Linked DNA regions of Mus musculus: all the other regions are linked to region 1. The links are chromatin contacts, called in public capture Hi-C and promoter capture Hi-C maps. All regions are on one chromosome and are shown on one strand. The core of a region is the stretch at or near the end of the contact, and the rest is flanking DNA. Distances in the headings are between cores, read along the strand shown. Region 1 holds the start of Naip2 (NLR family, apoptosis inhibitory protein 2). Region 2 holds the start of Smn1 (survival motor neuron 1). Region 3 holds the start of Serf1 (small EDRK-rich factor 1).

Evidence for each region. Capture Hi-C pulls out chosen DNA fragments and counts their contacts.
Region 2: a contact with region 1 is called in a promoter capture Hi-C map of liver. The contact joins the promoter of Smn1 here to the promoter of Naip2 in region 1. A contact is called at or near these places in 5 of 39 promoter capture datasets (the C10 cell line, the HPC-7 cell line, macrophages and 2 more), 1 of 15 datasets of contacts at CTCF or cohesin (pro-B cells), 1 of 484 Hi-C or Micro-C datasets (embryonic stem cells), 5 of 115 datasets of contacts at active chromatin or transcription factors (the HPC-7 cell line, bone marrow-derived dendritic cells, bone marrow-derived macrophages and 1 more) and 4 of 9 other capture datasets (adipose tissue, liver, macrophages and 1 more).
Region 3: a capture Hi-C map of macrophages shows a contact between it and region 1, with 4 times the contacts expected there. The contact joins the promoter of Serf1 here to the promoter of Naip2 in region 1. A contact is called at or near these places in 6 of 39 promoter capture datasets (the C10 cell line, the HPC-7 cell line, liver and 2 more), 1 of 15 datasets of contacts at CTCF or cohesin (pro-B cells), 2 of 484 Hi-C or Micro-C datasets (the N1E-115 cell line and embryonic stem cells), 2 of 115 datasets of contacts at active chromatin or transcription factors (both in bone marrow-derived macrophages) and 3 of 9 other capture datasets (adipose tissue, liver and macrophages).

Annotation. Positions count from the first base shown.
Region 1 is chr13:100,200,355-100,203,959 of GRCm38.p6, reverse strand. Naip2 (NLR family, apoptosis inhibitory protein 2) reads left to right here and starts at 1,838. Exons shown (of 16, transcript NM_001126182.2): 1 at 1,838-1,933.
Region 2 is chr13:100,123,447-100,126,819 of GRCm38.p6, reverse strand. Smn1 (survival motor neuron 1) reads right to left here and starts at 1,965. Exons shown (of 9, transcript NM_011420.2): 1 at 1,855-1,965; 2 at 162-233. The coding sequence starts at 1,926.
Region 3 is chr13:100,105,945-100,109,500 of GRCm38.p6, reverse strand. Serf1 (small EDRK-rich factor 1) reads right to left here and starts at 1,482. Exons shown (of 3, transcript NM_011353.2): 1 at 1,272-1,482; 2 at 370-478. The coding sequence starts at 1,278.

The DNA.
Region 1 (3,605 bases), core at 589-3,088:
AATAGCTGATGACAGGGAAAGACACAGAATTGCAAGGGAAGGATGGAGAGAGAATCAGGAGGAGGAGAAGGGGGCACAGTAGTGGAGGACGTAAAGCCAACCAGCAATGTGAGTTTCCTCTGGCCACTTCCCTGACTGGGCCTGGGGTAGTAGAGAAAAAATTAAGAGTGCCCAGTCATTGTGTTATCCAAGGCATTTCAAGATTAACTGATTAACTGGTGTGAGTGACTGTGTGTGTGTGTGTGTGTGTGTGTGTGTGTGTGTGTGTGTGTGTGCATGTGTGTTCTATTTGTGCTACAGTGGGTCTACTCTAGGGTCTATGACCTACCTCCCCAGCCATGAACTTTGGACAAGGATTACAAAACCAGGCAGGAAATTCCCTTCAGTAGACTGCCCTCAAATGTAATCAGAATGAGGTTTGCTATGTCATCGAAGACATGGCATTATTGCACAAGAAGAAATCCTTGGCCTAGTGGAATAGTGGTGATATAGCAAGCAGAGACCAGCACTGAGAAGATCATTGATGCCCTCCTCACAACTTCCTGCAGTCTGCATAGCATCTTCTGGCACTGTAAAAGCTAGGATGTTTCCTAGTCAGTTTGAGACTGATTCACTTATGCCCTGCAACAAAAATATTTATATATAGTCTTACTCAAGGGGCTTTATAGTTGTTACTCCTTTTTCCCAGCAAGCTCTCCCTTCTGTTCTAGTCAGAGTTCTCTAAAGGAATAGAACTGATAGGCTATACAGATGTAGGTCTACATTTAAAGATAGATAGATAGACAGACAGACAGACAGACAGTAGATAGATAGATAGATAGATAGATAGATAGATAGATAGATAGATAGATATGGATATATAACCAAATACATGGGATTTATGAGACTGACATACAGGATATAGTCTGGATAGTCTAACAATGGCTATGTGAGACATATTGTCCTATGATGTGTGTGACAGTCATTGTTAGAATGGCTGAGAATTGGTAGTTAGTTGTTTAGTCTACAAGACTGGATGTCTCAGCAGTCTCAACTTGGCACTGGAGTCCTAGAGGATTCCTGAAAAGCTGCTGGTTTCAGTCTACCTTTTAATCATGCAGGAGATGGTTCTAATACCAATGAAGAAGTGCCACAGCAACAAGATAGATGAACTTGCCCAGTGATAGTGAGGGCACACCAATGTCCTTCTTCTGTGTCTTTTTATCTGGGCAGCTACCAGAGAGTACTCCCTACTGTTAGAATGAGTCTTCCTCCTTCAAGTAACCTGATCAACAAAACTACTCTCAGAAATGCCCAGAGTTTGAATTCTATTTGATTGAAAGTGTAGTAAGGTTGAAAACCAAGATTAGCCATCTCACGATGATTTGAGAGTTCTATAAAGGATCAAAGGATCAGGTGTTGAAATGGAATACCCATTGTACTATTCTAGGAGTGGAAACTTGATTGTTTTCGAGGTGGGATCTATGTAAGCTGATTAGAATAAATCATTGAGGTGAAGATCCCATTGGATCCTGGTGAGTTCCTAAGATAGATCAAAAACAGTCCCTGTTCATAGACACATGGTAAATAAAATAATTTTAGAAAATTAAAAACAAAAGTTGACAGGAAAGAGAGGGTGGAAGGAGGGTGTTCAGATGCAGATGTTAGTAGAAGACACTGTGTCTGGGCCTACACTGTGGTCTGAATGTGAAATACCCACACAGGCAGCTCATGGTTTGAGAATTTGGTTTCCAGCTGGTGACACTGCTGGGTAAGAGTTTGGATCCTTTAAGAGGTGGAGCATGGTGGAGGGTGTGGGCCACTGGAGACTCTATAGCCTGGTGCCACTTCCTGTTCATTTTCTCTGCCCCCTTGCTGCTGATGCACTGTGACCAGCTGGCTTCCTGCTCCTGCCAAGCCTTCTGTGCCACCTTGAGATACAGATCTTCATACTGTAAGCCAGAATAAGCCTTCTTTTCTGTGAACTGCTTTTGTCAGGGTTATTTTATCCCAGCAACAGAAAAGGTAACTCCAGGCTGTGCGAGGGGAAATGAAAGTAACTAAGCCTAGCCTTAGTCTGTCAAGGCAGGGCCAGCTCCTCTCTACAGGGAAGGAGCAGGAAGCTAGCGTTGGGTAACTGTGTCTATAGATAAGAACATGACCTTTGTCTCTTAATTGCTAAGGAAACGATGTGTGTGTGTGTGTGTGTGTGTGTGTGTGTGTGTGTGTGTGTGTGTGTGTGTGTGTTTGGAGAGAGAGAGAGAGAGAAAGAGAGAGAGATCATGAGACAACTGTAAATATAACTAGTCAAAGACTTGAGGATTGATAGAACTCCAGGCGACCAATGCTGGTCATTTTAATACTTATGACAAGGAGGGGTTTTGTTTTTGTTTTTGTTTTTACCTTGTTAGGGATAGTCATATGTGGTATCTATTTCACTAAGGAAACTCCTCCTGGATATTATCTGATGAAAGAGTGTGCCTTGTCTTAAAAGATTCAACTTGACCAGGTATGGTGGCACATGCTTATAGTCCAACACTTAAAAAGCTGAGGCAGAATGGTGCCAACTTAGAGGCTGCCAAACACTATAAATCAAGGCCCTGACCCGCAGCTTTCACAAAAATGTAGTAGCTAGGAAAATTCCAAATTGAATGAGGTTGATAAAGCATGATGTGAAAGATTTAACTCTACCTAGAAGCAGATTTGATATTCCTTTGAGAGTGTTGAAGTGGGTGGATTGGCCATATGCTTATATGAAGGTGTTCTTCATTTTGTTATATTTCATTATTTGATAACTTCATATCTGAGTACTCTGTTTACATTATTTCAACCCACCCCTCTCCCATCCCACCAAACTGCCTCTCAAATTCCAGAGCCTTTCTTTAATTATCTCACACACACACACACACACACACACACACACACACACACACACACACACACTTACTGAGTCCATCTACTGTTGCTCATATGTGTATGTGTTTGGGGCTGAGCACTTGTGATTAGATAACACTTTAAGGGCTTGTCCCTGATGAAGAATAATTCTCCTCCCAGCAGCCTACACTTCTTCTTACAGAGATGAGGCCCTGTGACATTTTCCCTGTCCACACTGGCATGTCATACAGGTGTCCTTCTCCAGGTCTTGTTTACCCAGCCATATTGTTGAGCTACCATGGGTGCATGGGTGCAGCTTCCCTGTCCTGTAAGGATGATGTTGGCTATGAGTTTGTCATCCACAGGCTTTATTACGTTGAAGTGTGTTCCCTCCAGTCTTTCTCTCTCTAGGACTTTCATCATAAATCCATGTTGAATTTTGTCAAAGGCCTTTTTTGCATCTCTCATGATAGATGGTTATGCAATGTTTGTCAGTGATTTATATTACATTTGTTAACATACAAGTGTAGAGCCATCCCTGCATCTCTGGGGTAAAAGCCAATTTGATTGTATCGGAGGAAATCTTTGATATGTGCTGTTATTTGGTTTGTGAGTATCTTATTGAGAACGTTTGCATCTGTGCTCATGAGATGTGTTGCTGTGTCTCCATGTCGTTTTGGTGCCAAAGAAATACCAATCGAAGAGGATTGAAAGTGTCTCTATGCTTTGAATAATTTGAAAGTAATGGTTGG
Region 2 (3,373 bases), core at 716-3,215, 77 kb after region 1:
CATGGAGGGATATATTTTTAAAAAGTCACTACTTTCTAACATAACAGGTCCCACCACCTAAGAAAGCCTCAATGTGCTCAAGTTTATTTTTCTTCTCTCTCTTTCTTTACAAAATGTATGACCTGAGGAAATAAGGAAAAAAATGATTAACCATTTCATACCTTAAAGGAAGCCACAGCTTTATCATAAGCTTTTATCAATGCTGTATCATCCCAAATGTCAGAATCATCACTCTGAAGAGGGAGAAAAAATAAAAAATAAGTTATAGATAGATGTGCTTAATAAAAAACAGATAATAGGAAGTACTGGGGAAGTAGCTCAAAGTCCCTAGATCAACCCCCAGCAATGCCTACAGCCCAGACACTCAGAGTGTGTGTTACAGGCAGATACATTTCTAGAAAGTCACCACGCACGAACACAGAGATCCTAGCACCTAAGAAAGCCTCAATGTACTCAGTAGAAGCAGAGGACTGCCAAGGCAAAACTGGTCTGGGCTATAGTGGGTTCCCAGACAGCATAGACTACAACATAAAACTCTATCCCAACAAACAAACAAGCACACCAACAAACAAAAACAAAACCATGAACTACAAATTAAAATGGCTCATATCTATAATCTACAATCCCAATATCCCGGAGCTGGAGACAGTAGGGTTGCCAAGAGCTCCAGGCCAGTCTAGCATATTGAATTCCAGGCCAATTTAGGTTATGGAATGTGTCCCTGATTCAAATGGGGGCGGGAGGGGGGGCTGAGACGGGGCAATCTCCTTGAGTTTGATGCCAGCCTGGCTTACATGGAGAGTTCCAAGTCTCCTAAGGCTACCCTGTGAGACCTGTCTCAAAACAACAAAACAGCAACAAGAAAGAAGCTGCAATCAATAAGATTACCCCTGAGATTGTAAACATGACCCATCACCCTGGGCATGAAGAAGTTACCACGATGACAAATTAGCACAGGAACCTTGTGGTTTTAAGGAGAGAACCAGACCGCCAGGGCTCCCCTGAGGACAAAGGGCAAAGCTTTATTCAGAATAGGAATTGCTGGGCTGTCCCCCAAAGAAGGAAATGCAGCACTGCCCAAAGCTGCCCAGAATTCTCTTCTCCCACCCCAAGCCCCAAGCAGAAATCAGTTGCCATACCATAAGACGACCGAGGTCCTAATGTTTTAAACTTCGTTAGATGGAGTATGTTGTTTCCCAGGCTAGACTCAACTTCACATTCCTGCCTCAGGAGCTGGGACTGATCACATGCACAGTCCACCAACTTGGCTCTGATTTGCCCTCGTACTTACCAGTGTTTATCTTACTTCTACAGTCTCCCTGTAATTTAGGCTGGTCCGGAATTCACGCTGTAACCGAGGATCTTGAACTCCCGACCCTCCGGCCCCCATCTCCCAAGTGTTTGTGCATGTAATTATGCGTGCACCACCAACCCTGCCTCGGATCTGCTGTCGTATACATTTGAATGCAATGCAGTCAATAGCAACTTTCAACTACTCCGGGCAACTTTAGTTATCCCTCTCTCTCAAACTTTATCAACTGTTGTTTGCAACACTTGGTCTTTCCGGTTACAAAACTGGATCCAGAAAACCAGCATTTTAGTCTAAAGTCCCTGTGAACATCTTCATCCTGACCTAAATCTGGAGCTTTCCAATGGCTCCTATCTGGTTGCCTTGCTTCAGCCAGCCTGTCCCCGTTCCTGCACATCCCCTCACAGTCACACAGGACCAAAGCGTGGCTCACAGCCTCGCCGGCGCCCGAGCTGCACCAGGAGCCGCCTGCGGATGTGGCCCGAGCTCGCACCGCCTCGGTCTCGGGCAGCGCTCCGAGTGCTAGCGCCGAGCCGCGACCTCACCTGGCCGGTGCCACGCCGGAACAGCACCGTATCTTCCTGCTCGGAGCCCGCTCCGCCACTGCCCATCGCCATGGCCTGCTACCACGGACGCTGCCGGGCTCACTCAATGACGACTTCCGTCATGGGGCTTCTGGGACCGGAAGAGTACGGTGGCCCGGAGGCAGCCAGAGACCTCCTACACGCTTCCAACTCACTCCTCCCACATCTGTCTTTTCTCTTTCTCCCCTCCACCTGTCTTCTAGTTCTTTTTTTTTTTTTTAACCTTTCCCTCTGTTTTCTTCCAATTTATTTTCCTCCCTCCAGCCCTTTTCTTTTCATTTTTCAAGTCAGCCTCGCTATATAGCCTAGGCTGGCCTTTGCTACCTCAGCTTCCCGAGTTTGGGATGAACCTTCACAATAAGGGCATCCTGTGTTTGCTGGTTCTTGATGCACACACCAATTATTAGACGATGGGTTGGTATCGGGCCTTTTGCAGTGTTAGGTGTCTGTTTTGTAATGGGCCCAAGGTTGAGGTAAGGGGAGTCGACCATTTCCTTCATCTGGCATATCTGGTAAATTCCTGAGTCTGATTTTCCTGATAGAATTTCGATATCCCATGTGCCACCATAGTTTTGATTTATCCCAATAAATTTACAGATTGACTCAGGAATAAGCCACCTATCAGCCTGTAGAAAACAAACAAAAAACTAGATAAGTCCTGGCAGATGGTGCTATTTCTGGTGTACCCAGAGGTTTCAGTCACCTCCCTCAAGATGGAGTCAGAAGCTGCTTGTAGGGTGGAGTTTCCAGAGGCAAGCAGGTATGAGTTGGGGCCAGCCTGGTCTACATACGAAGTTCCAGGCCAGTCAGAGGTTTGCAGCGAGCCCCTGTCTCAAACTATGATGGACTCTCCCAGGGCAGGGCACAGCCTGGCAAAACCCACTGTTTTCTACAATTTAGGGGATCTTGGAATAGGGCATAGACAATAGGGCATCCCAAAAGCGCCCAGTGAGATTTGTGGGTTCTTGTGTTCCAGGATTTAACAAAATAAAATTGGACCAGGGGCACACTGATAGTGATGTGGGTGTAGATCGTTTGTTAAGAGAATGTTCCCAGCTGCGGACATGGACAGAGTATCTGGGAAACACATCCTACTGAGCTGGTAAAAGGCAGAGTGCCTTAGCTAAATTAGGGGATATTTACCCAACAGAACACTGAAACAATGTCTCAAAACCACAAAAACCTGCAATTTAAAAAAATGAGGAGGCGGTGACATCTTCGGCTCCAGAAAACCGGCCACCTTCCTGGCCAAAGCAACACAGCTTCTGGGAAAGATCCTGTTTTGGGCCTTCATCTTCAGCCAGGAGGAGGTCCAAACACCAGATAACTGTGCACCTTCCCTAAAAGAGGAGAGCTTGCCTGCAGAGACTGCTCTGACCACTGAAACTCAGAGGAGAGAGCTAGTCTCCCACGTCTGCTAGTAGAGGGTAACAAAATCAACAGAGGAACAATCTCTAAACAAAGACAACTATAACAACTA
Region 3 (3,556 bases), core at 233-2,732, 94 kb after region 1:
GACACTCATCTCTTTCATTAAGAGGCTTGGGCCAAGCTGTCAGTTTTGGAAACATTGTATCCCATTCATGCAACAGTGTTTACATATAGAGGATGTTTGTTACTTTCTACAATAAAGTTCTCACAGTTTGTAGTTGCTGTAAGAGTGTTTCTGCAGACATGATAGTTTCAGGGCGTGGCATTCTTCAGCCATAGGATAGGACAATAACTACAATGCATGGTTTCAGTGTTCTTACACAGACACACAGTGTTAACCCTGAACTGTAGGCAAGGCTCAGTTCCAGGAAGGGTTTAAACACGTTCTTCACTCATTCTGAAAATACCGCAGTCAAACGGCCACTGACTTAAACATTCTATTAGCACTACTCACCTCTGCTTTCTCTGAGAGGCAGTCAAGCTGTCCTCTTTTCTTTTCCCTTTGCTAATTTCCTGGGTCTTTTTCATGTTTTTCTGTCGGGCAATTTCTCTTTGATTTCCACCTACAATGATAAACAGGCATGCTTTTTTCCCACCCTCAACAATATGAATACTTAATAGTAAAGAGTCCTTCGTTATAGGAGCCTTAAAGTTTTATTTTTATCAGCAAGAAAGCAGAGTATCTTTAGTTATTCCCAGATTGACCAGGGGGTAGCTTAGGAAGAAACACTCGAGAAGTTAAGTATATTACCACAACAGCATAGGTGTCAAGTAACGCCGCCTTTGCGCCCAGCACTCGGGAGGCAGAAGCAGGCAAGATCTCTGAATTTGAGATTTGAGGTCAGTCTGGTTTACAGACTGAGTTCCAGGACAGCCAGGGGTATACAACAAAACCCTTCTCGAAAACCAAAACAAAAATTAAATTATATATATCTCCATCTCCATCCCAGTGGTTGTGTACACAGGCCTCACTCAAAAATAAGTTCTGGCTTTGATAGGTGTGTGAAGATCCAGTTTGGCTGTTAAAGCCAGCAGAGGCTGAGCTCAAGGAAAGGTACCTTCGAGGACAAAAGAGCTGGAGGGCACCCTGGGCTTCCAGACCTCAGGCGCCCGCTACGTCTCAGCGGACTGGTCCCGCTGGGCAGCCGCCCACGCTCCCGGTGGGCGCGGTCCTCACGCACACCCGCACCTAGGAGGCGGGCACCTGTCCCACCTGGAGCCCGCGTCCCGCCCGCCACAAGCACGAGGTGGCGTTTGCGTCTCTTCCTCCTCCCAGCCAGCTCCCGCTCCTCCCCCGGCCGCTCGGCGCCGTCCCTCCCCGAGCCTCCGCGTCTTTCCAACCGCCCGCAGACTCACGGGCCATGCTGTCCACCGGCCGGAGACTGGAAGACAGCGACCTGGAGAAGCAAACGGCGGCTTTGCACGCTCAGCCGTTGCCGCCGGGCGCTGAAGAAGGCTGAGCCCCACAAGGGCCCTCGATGTGGCGACGCCTCGCTCGGCCAGCCAGCCGCCCCGCCCACCGACCCACAACAGCCGCGGCGTGGCCGGTGAGCCACTGCGCGTGCGCGGTCCCCACGCCCCACCGCCCCGCGCGTCCCTTGTCAGCGAGGCGTCCGCGCGCGCACTCGCCTCCTTACTTAGCAGCCTTACCCTGAAGGTGGGCTTTACGTTCCTCATCTGGCAGAAAAGACCTAACAAGGACAGAAGGGTGGATTTCGCGCGGGCTCCAAGCCTGCTCATTGCACCTTTCTTCCGGTGCCCTCCGGATGGACAGAACTTTAGCTCTAAGCTCAGGCTCTGTGGTTGAACGGGAGCCAAAGTCGCCCAGAATAACTTTATAATCTACATAAGAGCTGAAACAAGTCAGAATGCTTGCATAGGGCTGAGGGGTGTGGCTCATGGGGGTAGGGGATGCTTGCCTATCTTGAGGGACACCCTGAGTCCCACCCCCTCCCTGGGTTGCATTTCTTGAGCTGAGACTTACTTTCTTGCCTGTCCACTATTACAAACTGAGATAGTCTGGACACCGAATTTGCCTGGGTATTTTTAAGAGTTTTATTGTGGAATATTTTTAAAACATACAAAAGTATAGATGATGCTACGGTGTACTCCAACTGTCCGTGTTAACGTGACCTAGTTTAGAGAAAAAGCATCAAGAGACGGAATGTCTGGACTGAAAGTGCAGTCCTAATGGAAACGGATGTATAAAAGTTGGGGTCATAGACAGATGCACTTAGCACTTAAAACGGGCAGAACGCATAGAAACAAACACTTATCTATGACTAATTGGCTATTCTGGGTCTTTTGTTGTTCCATATCAAATAGAGAATTTTCTTCCTACTTATGTGAAGAATGTGATGAGGATGTTGATTGTGATTTCATTGAATCTGTAAGTTGTTTTGGTAGAAAGGTCTTTTTTTCAAAATATTAATTCTACCAAGGTATACACTTGGGAGGTCTTCAAATTCGAGTATGTTTCTTAAACTCTTTCTTCACACATTTAAAGTTTTCATTGTAGAGGGTTTTTTTTAAAACTCTTTTGTTATGTATATTCTAAATATTTTATTTTATTTGAGAGACTGGGAAGAGGAGCGTGCCATGATCTCTTTCTCAGCATGCTTGTTACTCATATGTATTAAGACTGGTAAACTTTGTAAGTCAATTATGTATCATAACACTTTGCTGAAATTACTGAAAATTTCTATATTTTTTCTAGTCAAATTTTGGGAACATTGGGTATAAGATAATATAATCTTCAATTGAAAATAAAAAAATATATGTATAAAATCTATTTTATATGTATAGGTGTTTTGACTGAATGTATATCTGAAATTATGTTTTCTGAGTTCTCAAGTTACAAGGATGTACACCATGCACACAGAGTACATTGAGAGTTTCTGCCAGAGGACCAGGAGTGTGCCTTTCATTTCAGAGGAAGAGGCAGATAGGTCTTGGTGAATTCCTAGTCTACACACCAAGCAGAGTTCCAGGACAGCCAAGGCTGCTTAATGAGATCTTGACTCTGTCTTCAGAGATCCTGAAGGACATGGCAAACGCTGGAGAAAACTAGACTATTGTTTGCTTGGGTTTTTTTTTTTTTTAGTGTGTGTGTGTGTGTGTGTGTGTGTGTTGGCTCCCCTGGAGCTGGACTGAGAGGCATTTGTGAACTAGCTGCCATGGTCACTGGGATGCAAATTCTGGTCCTCATGATGGAATGCAAGTGCTTAACTGCTGAACCATGTCACCAGCCTCCAAATTGTAGAATTTTAAAATTACTGGTGACACTAACAACTTACTTCACAAACTTGTGTAACACCTGTCTTGTGATGTATTTAAGTAAAAGTAAAAGTTACTTTGTTGCAAGAGCTGGAGAGATGACTCAGCAGTAAGGAGCAATTGTTATTCAGCACCTACAGAGTGGCTCACAACCATCTATAACATCAGTACAGGGGAATCTGATGCTGTCTTCTCATCGTCCTAAGGCCCCCACTGCCAGGCACGTGCATGGTGCACATGCATGCATGTAAACTTACTCATACATATAAAAATAAATACATCTATAAAACACAATAAAATGTTCATAAAATAAATTTTTTGCTTTATGCCTTTACGAGTAGGGAATTAAATCTTAATCATTTTGA